2 separate regions of the Muntiacus reevesi genome follow, and region 1 is linked to region 2. The links are chromatin contacts, called in public Hi-C maps. All regions are on one chromosome and are shown on one strand. The core of a region is the stretch at or near the end of the contact, and the rest is flanking DNA. Distances in the headings are between cores, read along the strand shown.

Region 1 (7,287 bases), core at 441-2,940, 130 kb after region 2:
GGAGGAAGAGGAGTCTCAGTGTGGTTATCCAAATAAAAAGTCATGTTTCTTGCTTAATTCTCATATCTGAGTCAATTTTCAGACCCAGACTATGGAACCCATTGACCAAAGGAGGTGGCTAGGTCCCTGGGAAGAAGGACCCTGCAACACTGAGACAAGTATACTGGGGAAAGAGGAACACCCAGATATTTCTCAGAATTTGAAAGGATCTTGTTACCCAGAAATATAAAGTACTCCCGTGGCTCCTCTGTAAGAAAGGGGCTTCTGAGTGTCAGGTAATGAGCAGAGTCCTTGATAACACAGAGCTTACAATGGGTCCCTGAGCCTACAGACCCACCCATTTCCCCAAACTCTTGAATTCATAACTGGGAATATAAATCGAGCAGTTGGCGCAAGCCTGCACATTAGGTTCTTGGCCTTTAGTTCTCATGTGGGGAAGTCCAAGTGAACACCTTTGAAACAATCCCTTCTCTATTAAGTTGAAAAAATAAATTAAAACCAATATTTCATTCAAGGGCATGTGGAGGTGACAGTGGAATTAATGCTACCATGAACAACCTAAAGGATGCAGGAATGGTCGCCCCTTAAATGGTCATGTTTCCATTTAGTTTGCCTGTCAGCCCCCTTCAGAAACCAGGAGGATGGCTTACAAACTACTGCAGACTGAACCATGTAGGAGCCCTGATCACAGCCATCGTGTCAGCTCTGCGACCCATCATAATACAGAATCTGGACCACTTGGGCATCCCCCAGAACACCACACCTGTTTCACTGATGACATGATGCTAATCAGGCAGAATGAGCAAGAGATGGCTAGTATATTGGAAACCTTGGTAAGAAACATGCTCTTCAGAGGGTGGGAGGTAAATCTGTGAAGATTCAGGGAACTGCCACTTCAGTTTTCAGGGAACCAGTGGTCGGAAATATGCCAACATAGTTCCTTCAAAGCAAAAGGCAAGCTATAAAATACAGGCCAGCAAGATAAAAGAAAAAAATTATTTTAAAATGTTCTAAAAGTGATACCTAAAAATAGTGTTTCTCTCCTTTAAGATGTTCTTCACTGTGCATAGAATATAAATATAACAGACTACATTTGGAATTAAAGTATCTTCTCCCTATCTGGTATCTTGCTTATTTACTTGTTCACTTGCTGGTCCCTTTCTTCACCGTGACATAAGCGCCATGAAAGCAGGGTCTCTGTCTTGTTCTCTGTATCCCTGGTACTTAGAATGCACTTGGTGCTCAGTGAGTATTCTCTGGTGGAATGAATGAAGTCTACTATACACATCGCTTTGTAGCCAGCTATTTTCAACTAACTTCCAGATGCTGCAGATTATCCCTCATCTTCCTTAAAACGCGCCATGTGAAAGCAGACAGTTCTCACACTCCGAAGACTACTTCTACCAGTGCAACTTCTGAACTAAAAAACCTTAGCGTTTGGGTAGCCTTCGAATCACTTTGCTTTCGGCCAGCACAGCAGGCCGTATCTACAGCGGGCACACCCTGGCCTGGATCACGCTAGTGATGTTCCTAGGCAAGCAGCCTAGCCCACAGTCACGTCCCTCCTCCAGCCACGCGGGGGCACTAGAGCGCCATAGTTCACCCGGGACCCCGGCCCTCTGGGAGGACGAACCTGGGCGGGTGTGTTGACGGCCCGGTGTGGGCGGAGCAAACGGCGTCCCGGTCCTGGCCGAGGGCAGGAAGTGAAGAGGCCGGGCTTCTCTGGCGGGGTGTGCGCGTGCGCGTAGGTCAGGTCGGCGGACTCTTCGCTTTTGCTACTGCTGGGGTCTGTCCTGGTGGGGACGCCTTTGCTGTAGAGTGGGCCGGGCCCCGGGGAGGGGACAGAGTACTGGAGTTGGGGCGGAGAGAGCTTTGAGGGGCGATGGGGTGCGGAGCGAGGACCCTGTGGACCCGGCGGGGTGGGGATGGCGAGGCCTGGGGTGGGGGAGGGACGACGGGGCGCCCGGGCGGGAATCGAGGGGGCTGCGTGTGGAGTCGGGAAGAGGGGCGAGCGGGACAGGAGGACAGGAGGACGTGGGAGTGAAGCCTCCTTCTCCCGCCTGGTCCCCTCTTGGTGTGAATTGCAGGGACTCCAGGGCGCTACCGTGCAGCGCGGGAGTTGCAAATAGACAGGTGGCTGCATTTTCCGGCAAGATAACCTCCCTCTCCCAGCCTTCTCGTTTAAGGGACCCTTTTTTAAAGTTGTGTTTCTAATGAACGTAGTATCCTGTGCCTCATAGTGACACCTTCTCCCGTGGAAAACCGATTCCAGCCGGTTTAGGCATCTTGAGACTCAAACCTCTTTTACTTCCTCACTCTTAAAAGTAGAGAAGAGTTTTCCTACCTACCCCAGTGAAACATAGGAAATTCCCTGTCTGAACAGCTGTAGGGTATTAAGACAATTTCTTCATGAACCTGTCTACAAAATTCACTTTTTGTGCTCTTTAAATAATGTCTCTTGCTTGTGTAAAGTGAAACAGTTACAATGTGCATGAGAAATTTTAGTCCAGGGAAATGAAAATACTTCATTGAGAATTCAGGGATTAATCAGCTGTAGTGATTCCAACCAATGCAACCAAACCCTCACTAAAAGGATTTGGGTTCATATCCATCATTCTCAGCTGTGGTGAAAGGGTGTAGTCTGACATTTGGAAGCCTAAGAACCAAGTTTGTTGCCTTCCAATTTATTATTATTTTTTTAAGCCTTCCATCATGTGTGTTCTTTGCTTGAATGATTATTTTAAAGTACATGTCCTATTTTTGCCGATCTGACAGCTGTTGCCATAGAAACTAGAGAAGAAATAGTCATTTTCAGCAGAATTGTTAAAACTGTCTTCTAGGCTTCAGCTGTGAGTGCCAGTGAGGGCTGTACTTGCTCATTCTGAGATGGTACTTAAAGAATTAAGGATCTGAAATGTTCTTAGAGGCTAACAATCCAGATTGTTTAATTTTCTCACATCATTAATTTAGTAATCCTAGACGTTTGCCAGCTATGTTTGTTGACCTGCTGCAGTTCTTTGAAGAGGATATGTAAGCCCAGATTCTTCTGCTCTGTGTAGTCTAGTCATTGGCTCTTTGAAAATTTATAAATAGATTTCTTCTCCCATTCTTTACCCTTTCTTAAGGATAAAGCAGGGATTACAAACTATCAGGCACTATTTCTGTTCTAAGTGACACTTGTCGGTGATATAAATGAATGGTTTTGCTTGTATGTGTAATAGGTGTGGTGTCGGGCTTCTACTTACACCTTCTGTGTCAGTATAACACTTTACATTTCACAGAAGTCGAGTGATGAGCAGGAGTTTGCTTGACATGTGAGCAGAGCTAAGCAGTGTAAATAGATGTGCGCACACAGAGATGAGAGGTTTTTTTTTTTTTTTTTTCCCCCACTGAGAGGAGTAAGTAAATCCATGGGTCTGGAACTTAGGAGTTGATGAAGAAAGGGTGGGGAAGGTGCCTGGAGAAATAGTGGGAAGTGGTAATTTGCAGGGTTTGGTCTACAGTATGTAGGAGTTTATTGAAGTGCATAGAAACCAGAGAAAATTACAAATACAGTTGGCTTTATTGGCTTGGGGCTTAAAACAGTAGTCACACATTCTGTAAAAATGTAAATAGCACAGAAATACAGAAGATGGAAATGCTGAATCCTTACAACCATCATCCTGCCACTCCAAATAACCACTGTGAATGCTTTGGTGTATATCTCTTTAGATTTATTTATATTTGTGTATACTGCCATATTTTAAGCATTGCTATTTTTGCAAATTAGGTAGAGATTTTGGTCTGGTTTGTTTTCTGTGGTGTCCCTAGCATTCAGAAAGGTGTGTGGTATGGCATGTAGCAGGCACTTGTTAAATATTTAATGTATGAATGAATAATAAATAATTCGGAGGTCAGAATCAAAAGGGACAAACATGGCAGTCTAGGCCTATGCCCCAAATTTAGGCTGTAGAGTGCACTTGGTAAGTGACTGAAACTGGTCTCCTAGAATAATGAAAAGAGTGTGTTGTTTTTGCAGTTTTGACTTTTGGTAGAAGACATTCTATATATAAACCTTAAGTACACTTTCTTATTTGAAATCTTAAATTTTTTTTTTCTGCATCTGCCCAAATGTTGTGCATAATAATTGCCTTCCTGAACTATTTTGCTACTCATGGATATATTTTCTTTTTTAAAATTCATACAGTGTATGGCACTTAATAAAAGGCCATATTTTACTGTCCTTTAATAGTCTTACTAAAAAGTACTTCCCCCCATCCCCCCCACCCCCCGCTGCCACCACGCCCCAACTAGATTATGACTTCTGTGAGGTCAGGGATTGAATTTTATGCTGTGTCCGCAACTCACATACCACCTAGCCAATGAAGAATCTTCCTAGCTACCCAAAGACTAATTTTAAAATGATTTCCAGGCCTGAAATATTTTACCACTTTTCAGCTAGGTTCAAAGAAGAAGAAAAACTAGAAAATATCTTGTTATTAGTCTTAAACTATTATATACAATATCAACTTTGACACTACTGATTTAGAATTGGTAGTAATTCAAAAAGGGTTAACTAGAAGTTAATGCTTGCTTAGCATGCTCTTTATTCAGGTTATACATTAATAATGCAAGGGCAGAATGTATAAAGTATGTAAAAATGTTGAGCAGTATTCAAATAGTTTGATATATAGATAATATTATTTATGAAAATTGATGTTCTGAAACATCTTTCTAGATAATAGTATATTAACCTAGACTGAATTAGATTTACGTATTTTTACCTTCAACTTTTATTGGGCTTCCCCAGTGACTCAGCTGGTAAAGAACCTGCCTGCCAGTGCAGAAGATGCAATTTTTATTTATTTTTTTCATTTATTTTTATTAGTTGGAGGCTAATTACTTTACAATATTGTAGTGGTTTTTGCCATACATTAACATGAATCAGCCATGGATTTACATGTATTCCCCATTTTTATTATGAAGATTTTGAAACACTAAAGAAAACTGAAAAAAAAAATTTAATGGCACATATATAACCACCACTTTACACAAAGATTGCTGCCATTTTTAGTATATCGGCTTTATGTCCTTTGTGTATGTATGTAGGTACTTTTCTTATAAAATTTGAAAGTTTCATTCATCATGAAGAGAGTGTTCAGCAAGTATTTCAGGTATAAGATACTCACCTCCATAACCACATCTTTATCAACTTAGAAAATAAGCAATACTTACCTAAAAGAACCTAAAAGCAAATTCATATTCAGTTTATCCCAGTAGTTCCAATTGTTTTCTAAGGCTTTTTTTCTTTCAAAGTAGGATTTAATCAAAGTTTACACATTGTGTTTGGTTGTCTCTTTTTAGTATCTTTAAAAAAAAATCTTACTGTATAGTTTATCCACAGTAATTTGGACATATTTCAGCTGTGCGTATGTTTGGACTCAGTGTATATTTATGAAATCAGCAACACAGTCACAATAGTGAGCCCTTTAATTGTCCCCCAACGTTTGTAATTCCTCCTCTTGCCCCTGTTTAACTCTCTATTCTCTGATTTCTCTGTAACTGTTAATTAATCTGCATTTTCTACAGTTAATATTATATAGCTGTAATCATAGAGTATGCTTTATGGAGGGAGAGTAGTGTTTTTTTCCTGCCTATGGGTCTGGCTTCTCTCACTTGCTAGTATGTAGAAATAAAATTGTTTTTGTGTATTGCTCTTGTATTCTGCCACCTTAAGCTCATTCTAATAGGTTTTTTTTTTTTTTGGTTTGGTTTGGTTTGTAGATTTCTTTGGATATTTTGGATAGACAGTCATGTTATCTAGGAATAAAGATGATCTATATTTCTTATCTGGATGCCCTTTATTTATTTAGTTATGTATGTTTTCACTCAATTCAATCACACTCACCGACATCTCCAGTATAATGTTGAATAGAAGTGGTGGGAGTGGACATCTTTTCCTTGGTCCTGGTCTTAGGAGGAAAGTATATTCTTTCACCAGCAAACATGCTGTTGGATATAGGTACCTGTAAATTTCCTAGCTTACTGAGTGTTTTAAAGGTTGGTTGTTGACTTTTTTGTGGCTGTTTTGGGTCTTAGTTCTTTAATTCTAGTTGCAGTGTGTGCGCGTCCACTGCAGTGGCTTCTTTTGTTGCAGATCACGGGCTCTAGGGCATGCAAGCTTCAGTGGTTGCGCTCCCAGGCTCTGGAGCGCAGGCTCCGTAGTTGTGGCACACAGGCTTTGTGGCTCCTTGGCATGTGGCATCCTTCTGGGTAAGGTATTGAACCCGTGTCTCCTGTGTTGGCAGATGAATTCCTTATCACTGAGCCACCAGGGAAGCCCCTGGGTGTTGGATTTTATCAAGTGCTCTTTCTGTGTCTTTTGAGATGATCATGTGGTGGTTTTTCAGTTAGGGTGAATTACTTTGATGTATGAATTTTTATTCAGCCTTACATTCCTGGGACAGATGTCATTTGTTCATGATGTACTGTCTTTTTAATATATTGTTGAGTTAGATTTCCTAAAATATTGAGAATTTTTGTATCTATACTCATGAGGGTTATTATATTGTAGTCTTTTTGTAATTATCCTTTTTTTCTGTCTTTGTTATCAGGTGATGCTGTTCTTGAGAAATGAATGGGTTGCAAACTATTCCCTTTTAATTTTCTGAAAGAGTTTATATGGAATTGTTATTCCTCTTTATATGTTTAGTAGAATTCCCCAATGAAGCCTTTTGGTTCTGGAACTTTTTTGTTGAAAGGTTTTCAACTACAAATTCAATTTAAAGATTGTGTATAAGTTTCTTTATGTTATTTATTTATTCTTGAGTGAGCTCTGGTTATTTGTGTTTTTCAAGGAAAGTGTCCATTTAATCTAAGGTGTCACATTTAAGATTTTCTCTTTCATTGGTTTGAAGAAATTTTATTTTCCTTGGAGTAGGTTTCTTTGTGTTGCCAGTGTGTGTGATTTGTTAAAGTTCTTGATTTGCAAATTTACAATTTTCATCAGATTTGGAAAATTGTCAGTCAGTCAGGCAGTTCAGTCACTCAGTTGTGTCTGACTCTTTGCGACCCCATGGACTGCAGTTCACCAGGCCTCCCTGTCCACCACCAACTCCCGAAATTTACTCAAACTCATGTCGATTGAGTCGGTGATGCCATCCAACCATCTCATCCTTTGTTGTCCCCTTCTCCTCCCACCTTCAATCCCTCCCAGCATCAGGGTCTTTTCAAATGAGTCAGCTCTTCGCATCAGGTGGCCAAAGTATTGGAGTTTCAGCTTCAGCATCAATCCTTCAAGTGAACACC
Region 2 (6,869 bases), core at 886-3,385:
TATTTTCTTGGGCTCCAAAATCACTGAAGATGGTGACAGCAGCCATGAAATTAAAAAACGCTTGCTCTTTGGAAGGAAAGCCATGACAAATCTACACAGCATATTAAAAAGCAGAGACATTACTTTGCCAACAAAGGTCCATCTAGTCAAGGCTATGGTTTTTCCAGTGGTCATGTATGGATGTGAGAGTTGGACTATAAAGAAGACTGAGCACCAAAAAATGGATGCTTTTGAACTGTGGTGTTGGAGAAGACTCTTGAGAGTCCCTTGGACTGCAAGGAGATCAAACCAGTCAATCCTAAAGGAAATCAACCCTGAATATTCATTGGAAGGACTGATGCTGAAGCTGAAGCCCCAGTACTTTGGCCACCTGAGGTGAAGAGTCAACTCATTAGAAAAGACCCTGTTGCTGGGAAAGAGTGAAGGCAGGAGGAGAAGGGGACAACAGAGGACGAGATTGTTGGATGGCATCACCGACTCAATGGACATGAGTTCATGCAAGCTCCAGGATGTAGTGAAGGGCAGGGAAGCCTGGCATGCAAAAGTCCATGGGGTCACAGAGTTGGACATGTCTGAGCAACTAAACAACAACAAAGCATCTGCAGGTTGACCTAAGGATGGGGCACTATACAGTTTCAGAGCACTGGACATCGGATCTTCCTCTTTGAAAAACTTTCCCTCATCTTCTGTCGTCACATTCATAATACAGCTCATCTATGGCTTGAGCATAAAGAAAAGTGAGATGGAAAAAACTCACGACAGTGTCGGAAGAGGACTCATTCCATGAATTGATTGACTCATTCATCAGTATAATATTTATTGAGCACCTACTGTGTGTCAGACACTTTGTTGAATGATGATAGGATAAGGACTAGTGCAAAGACTACTAGATACAGTGCTGTCCTTAGTGATTTCATCAACTAACAGTGGAGGCAGACAAGTGAATGAACAGCTACAATAATGCAAGTGATAGACGGTAAGGGAGAATAATACATAAGACCAATATCTAATTTCTTGTAAAACCATAAATTCTTTGAGAGAAATGGCATTTGTCTTTCACAGTTCCCAACTAAATGATGTATAGAGGGTAAGCACTCAGGAAAAAGTCCAAAGGCCTAGATTCTGCTCCCAGCTGTCTTTGACCAGCTATCTATCCTTTCCATTAGTCATTTCAGTTTTCTGAGCCTCAGGTTCCTCATCTGTAGAACTGTGACTGATAATATCAGTCCTGATTAACTCACTGTGTAATTGTGAAGATCAACGGTCATGAGAATGATATTTTAATTAATTGTAAAGATCTCTAAAAAATAAAATATGCAATCATAATTTATATCCTTAATTTTTAAAATAAAACAGATGCTCAGCACTTCAATAAGTACTGAATAATTCCTTAAAAAAGAAGAAAAAAGAAAGGAAAGAAAATCAGCAGGTAAGGATCACTGTTGCCACTTTCACAGTTCAAAGTAGGTCTAATTTGATATTTTCAGCACTCGAGATAAAAATTTTAGGTCTTCCCTGATGGCTCTGACGGTAAAGAAGATCCCCTGGAGGAGGGCATGGCAACCCACTCCAGTATTCTTGCCTGGAGAAATCCCCATGGACTGTAGCCCACCAGGCTCCTCTGTCCATGGGGTCGCAAAGAGTCAGACATAACTGAGGGACTAAGCAGCAGCAGATTATTATTTTTACATTTTACAAATCAGAGAAGTGAGGCGCCAAAGAATTTATGCAAGAGCAGAATCTCTTCAAATCCCAAGCCTGGGCTGCTTGCCAAGGCTTTTTTGAAGCTTAGTCTAAGTTGTGCCTGACTATTTCGGGTGACCCCATGGACTGTAGCCTGCCAGTTTCATCTGTCTATGGGATTTCTCAGCAAGAATACTGAAGTGGGTTGCCATTTCCTACTTCAGAGGATCCAATGTAGGGATCGAACTGGCCTATCGCAACCGGATTCTTTAGCACTGAGCTACTCCTCAACAAAAGCCAAAAGGATCGAACTCCAGAACTCCTTAGCCTCTTTTCTCTGAAACCCCGCTTCCCCAGCTTGGAAGGAGCTGGCCTAGGCGTCGACTCCGCCCCTTGACGTACATGGCCCCGCCTTCAGGCCCTCCACCTCTCGCGGGATCTCTCGGGAGGACGGCTGGGGTCAGGTCCCATCATGGCGGCTGAAGAGGCGGATGTGGATATCGAAGGGGACGTAGTGCCAGCGGCGGCACAGTCTGGGTGAGCGGTAGAGACTGGGCTTGCTGAGACCAGGGAGTGCACGGCTGTGAGGAGGTACCCTATAAAGGCCGCGGTTCCGGCAAGGGCCGGGGGAGTGGAAAACCATCCTCTGGGCCAGGGTCTCCTGCCGGCCAGAGAGGCGCGCCTCGCCCATCCCGTTTGTTGGCTCCTCTTGAACCCAGAGGGCGGGTACCGTAGACTAGCGTGGAACTTCCCTTTTAGCGAGATCCTGTGAGGGCGCTGATCGCGCCTGGCACATTGTATACTTTTAAGCGGTTAGATTGCTTCTTCCCTTACTGCCACCCCAGAACCCGCCCCTTTGTCACCGCCCAAAAAATAATTAGAACAAGGGCAGTCCCTGGACGGAATCGAGCTTAGGAATTCTTGTTCCCTCGCTTGCAGGCCGTGTGACCTTGGGCTTGTCGTTTTATCTCTACTAGCCTCTGGTTTCCTCATTTAGGTAGGGACAGTGGTGAAAAACTTCCCGACAGGCAGCGTGATCTAAAAGAAAGGAGTGGGACTTAAGAGTTGGACAGCTGTGTATTGACCCTGCTAGTTACTAGCAGTGTGACCTTGGGCCTCAGACAACTCATGTGTAAGCTGACTATCATGTTATGTACCTCATACGGTTATTGTGAAGATCAAATGAAATAATTTGGGGATGTGCTCTAGTGTAAGAGGTGCTCTGTAAGTGTTGTGTTCTTTACCGTCCCACCCACGGATGGTATTTTGAGGACCCAGTGCGAGGTCACCATTTAGTACCAGTTCCTGCAGAGCAGGCCAGTGTGATTTTTAGAAAGCAGCCTCCAGCTTGAGACATCTAGCTGTTTGACTCCTTGCTTGCAGAGAAAGAAATCGATACATGCGGTTTTAAAGATGTGCTTTCAGAATTCTCTTTTAGTAATAGAAGAGGCCTACATTGGTCAGGATCAGAAGACCTTAGTTCTCAACTCAGCCAGCTATGTTGCTTATAACTATGAACAGATTCATTAGAAGTCGCTACATTGAGCCAGGTTAAAATTGTGAGGCTTAGGCCATTTTTGACCTATAAAATAACAATTTCACATGATCCAACCTAATAATAGCACCTTTGTAAATTGTGAAGAAGAGCACCAACCCTGCCCATGAGGGACTGAAATAGAGCCCTTTAAAGTTTTCCTGAATTTAAAACACTATAAAAATGAGGAGTAACTAAGTCTCCTTCAAATGTTAGGCAAAACAGTACAAGTCTATACAAATGAACAGAAAGCCTTTGATAACAATCTTTCACATTTGTGTAGATTAAGTTAATCTTGACCAAGTGCTTTTGCATGCATGGTTTGGTTTACTTTCCACAATAAGTGTATGAAATAAGTGTGAGGGATTCTTACCTGAAGTTCAAGAGATGAACTCCCCTTGGAAACACTAAAGATTATCTGAGAGCACTGACTCTTCCCCTTTTTCCAAGGGTTTTTCTTTATTTTTACGATTGTGTTTTTTTTCTCTTTTTCTTTTTCCTTTCCTTTCTCTTATTATTCTGTCTAAGCCCAAAGTCTACTGGTGGCACTTATAGTCACATTAGTCTCATGAAACCAGTAACCAGTTGTTGGTTCCTCACGGTTGTTGTCATTGCCTCACACAGTTTTGTAGAGCAGCATGAACATTACAGTCTAGTGACAGTTGCTTCCTAGTGTTGGTACTCTAATCATGTGGAATTTGGTGTGAGTAAACACTTAGATGCCCCTCTGAATTGTTCATTTATAGCTGATCATGATATCTTGAAGATTAATTGAAAACACACTTTTAAATCCTTGGTAAGTGCTGGTTACCAAGGTTAGAAGATGCATTGAAATGTTTTGTTTCCCTTCTACCATTCTTTCTTATCCTCTGTTTCTTCTACTTGTTCTTTAAATCATAGCATTCCAAGGAATTTTTGTCATAAGACTCCTACTAACCATACATTCCATCTCTCAAGACTTAAATTTCTATCTGTTAAGTTGGACCATATGAAATTTTCCCAATGTTCCACCAATTTTGACCCACACAAATGAGAGTTAATCTTAAATTCCACCTAATAACAGGCCGATATTGCCCAAATCTGTCACCAGCTCAAATCTCTCTCCTGATCTTTAGATGCATTTATCCATTTTCCTGAATCTATTTTCCCTTGCGTGATCCACGAGCTCCTCAATCTCACTTTATAGAAACTTTCCTTACCCAGCCTAACTCTTCAAGTTCCCTAATTTAATAAATGGCACCATCCACCCAGTCATGCAGGGGAGAGACCTAGATTTTAACCTTTTTCCTTACCTCTCTCCTATCAGAGTCTGTTGATTCTGAGTATCCTCTCAGATGTGTTCACTTCTTTCTATTCACACTGCTTGTGTTTTAGGTCTAAGTTACTGTCACTTCTCTAGTATCTATGTAATCATTCCCTCTTAACTGCTTCTTGTCTCTTTGACCCTCTTCTAGTCTTCTCTGAGGTCTTTTCTTACATCCAGATCTGATGATGTTACTCTCAACTCCCTAGAGACCTGTGTGATCCATACCCCACCTACCTGTTCATTCAATCATTCAACAAATATTGATTATCATTTATATGCCTAGCTCTGGGTTTATAGCACTCATCCAAACTAAGTCCTTGCTCTTATGGAACTCACATTCTTATTGGATGAAACAGACAATAAACTTTATATTATAGCAGTTTCTAAGAGGTATAGCAGTTTGTAAGAAGTATAGACTGGGAAAAGTCACTAACTAGGAAACTTTTGTAACTTCAAAACATACAGAAGCAAATTTTAAATATAATTATATCACAGATTGGGCCTCCTCAAACTTTTCATATGAAGTAAACAGTGTGACTTTCAGTTCAGTTGCTCAGTCGTATCTGACTCTTTGCGACCCCATGGACTGTAGCACACCAGGATTCCCTGTCCATCACCAACTCCCGGAGTTTACTCAAACTCATGTCCGTTGAGTTGGTGATGCCATCCAGTCATCTTATCCTCTGTCATCCCCTTCTCCTCCTGCCCCCAATCCCTCCCAGCATCAGGGTCTTTTCCAATGAGTCAACTCTTCCATGAAGTAGCCAAAGTATTGCAGTTTCAGCTTCAGCTTCAGTCCTTCCAATGAACACCCAGGACTGATCTCCTTTAGGATGGACTGGCTGGATCTCCTTGCAGTCCAAGGGACTCTCAAGAGTCTTCTCCGACACCACAGTTCAAAAGCATCAATTTTTCGGCGCTCAACTTTCTTCACAGTCCAATTCTCACATCCGTACATGACCACTGGAAAAGCCATAGCCTTTACTAGATGGACATTTGTTGGCAAAGTAATGCCTCTGCTTTTTAATATGCTATCTAGGTTGGTCATAACTTTCCTTCCAAGGAGTAAGTATCTTTTAATTTCATGGCTGCATCCACCATCTGCAGTAATTTTGGAGCCCCCCAAAATAAAGTCTGACACTGCTTCCACTGTTTCCCCATCTATTTCCCTTGAAGTGATGTGACCAGATGCCATGATCTTAGTTTTCTGAATTTTGAGAGCTTTAAGCCAACTTTTTCACTCTCCTCTTTTCACTTTCATCAAGAGGCTTTTTAGTTCCTCTTCACTTTCTGCAATAAGGGTGGTGTCATCTGCATATCTGAGATTATTGATATTTCTCCAGGCAATCTTGATTCAAGCTTGTGCTTCCTCCAGCCCAGCATTTCTCATGATGTACTCTGCATGTAAGTTAAATAAGCAGGGTGACAATATACAGCCTTGACATAACCAAAAGAGTCAGAAAGTTGAATTCCTGTATAGATGTGCATATTCATCAAAAGAAATCTGAAGTGTTGGTTCAGAGCCACAGAATATGTTGTGTCTGGTTGCTGTTTGGAGGTAGTTTTTTCCTTATGGAGTTGTTTATTCTTGAGAAACAGAAGTAAACAAACTTGATGTTTAGCAATTGAAATAGGATGGAGAAAGGAACTAAATATTTGTTTAACGTATGAAAGCTATCAGTCACTGTGCTGTGTAAATTGTATTCATTAACTGGTATAATTTCACTTTCATACTTATTTTCTCAATTGTTACAGAAGTGATGAAAATACAGCATCTCTTTTACAAGATCATTATCTCGATTCTTCATGGAGAACTGAAAATGGTCTTATTGTAAGTATTTTATGGAAATGTCAGGGATATTAAGCTGTTACTCAGTGCCCAGAGTGTCTCTTTTTTTTTTTTTAACTTGGTGCTAGTTCTCAGTGGTCACAGAAGTAATATAGTGAAACCTTTTTCTTAACTTAAAAATAGAAGGAATTTATTCTTTTTTCTTTTGACTGAAAAAATGGCCTTCTGGGAAACAACTTTGGAGCCAGCTAGATTTCGGTACAAATTGGTGCTCTACCAGTTTTCAGATTTGTGAACCTCAGTTTCTTCATCTAAAATATGGGGATTGTTGCCTGGTTCGTTTCTTCATTTAACAGTTATTTATCGAGTACTTGGGCTTCCCTGGTGACTCGGTAAAGAACCCCCTGCCATTGTAGGAGATGCGGGTTTTATCCCTGGGCAGGAAGATCCCCTGGAGGAGGACATGGCGACCCACTCCAGTATTCTTGCTTGGGAAAGCCCATGGACAGAGGAGCCTGGCGGGCTACAGTCCATGGGTTCACAAGAGTCAGACACGA

What was found. Hi-C and Micro-C count contacts between places; a contact is called where the count stands out from the background.
Region 1: a Hi-C map of muscle shows a contact between it and region 2, with 5 times the contacts expected there. The contact joins the promoter of OMA1 here to the promoter of MYSM1 in region 2. A contact is called at or near these places in 2 of 3 Hi-C or Micro-C datasets (blood and muscle).

Annotation. Positions count from the first base shown.
Region 1 is chr1:146,601,999-146,609,285 of mMunRee1.1, forward strand. OMA1 (OMA1 zinc metallopeptidase) reads left to right here and starts at 1,691. Exons shown (of 9, transcript XM_065928898.1): 1 at 1,691-1,786.
Region 2 is chr1:146,471,245-146,478,113 of mMunRee1.1, forward strand. MYSM1 (Myb like, SWIRM and MPN domains 1) reads left to right here and starts at 2,136. Exons shown (of 19, transcript XM_065912112.1): 1 at 2,136-2,220; 2 at 6,279-6,354. The coding sequence starts at 2,156.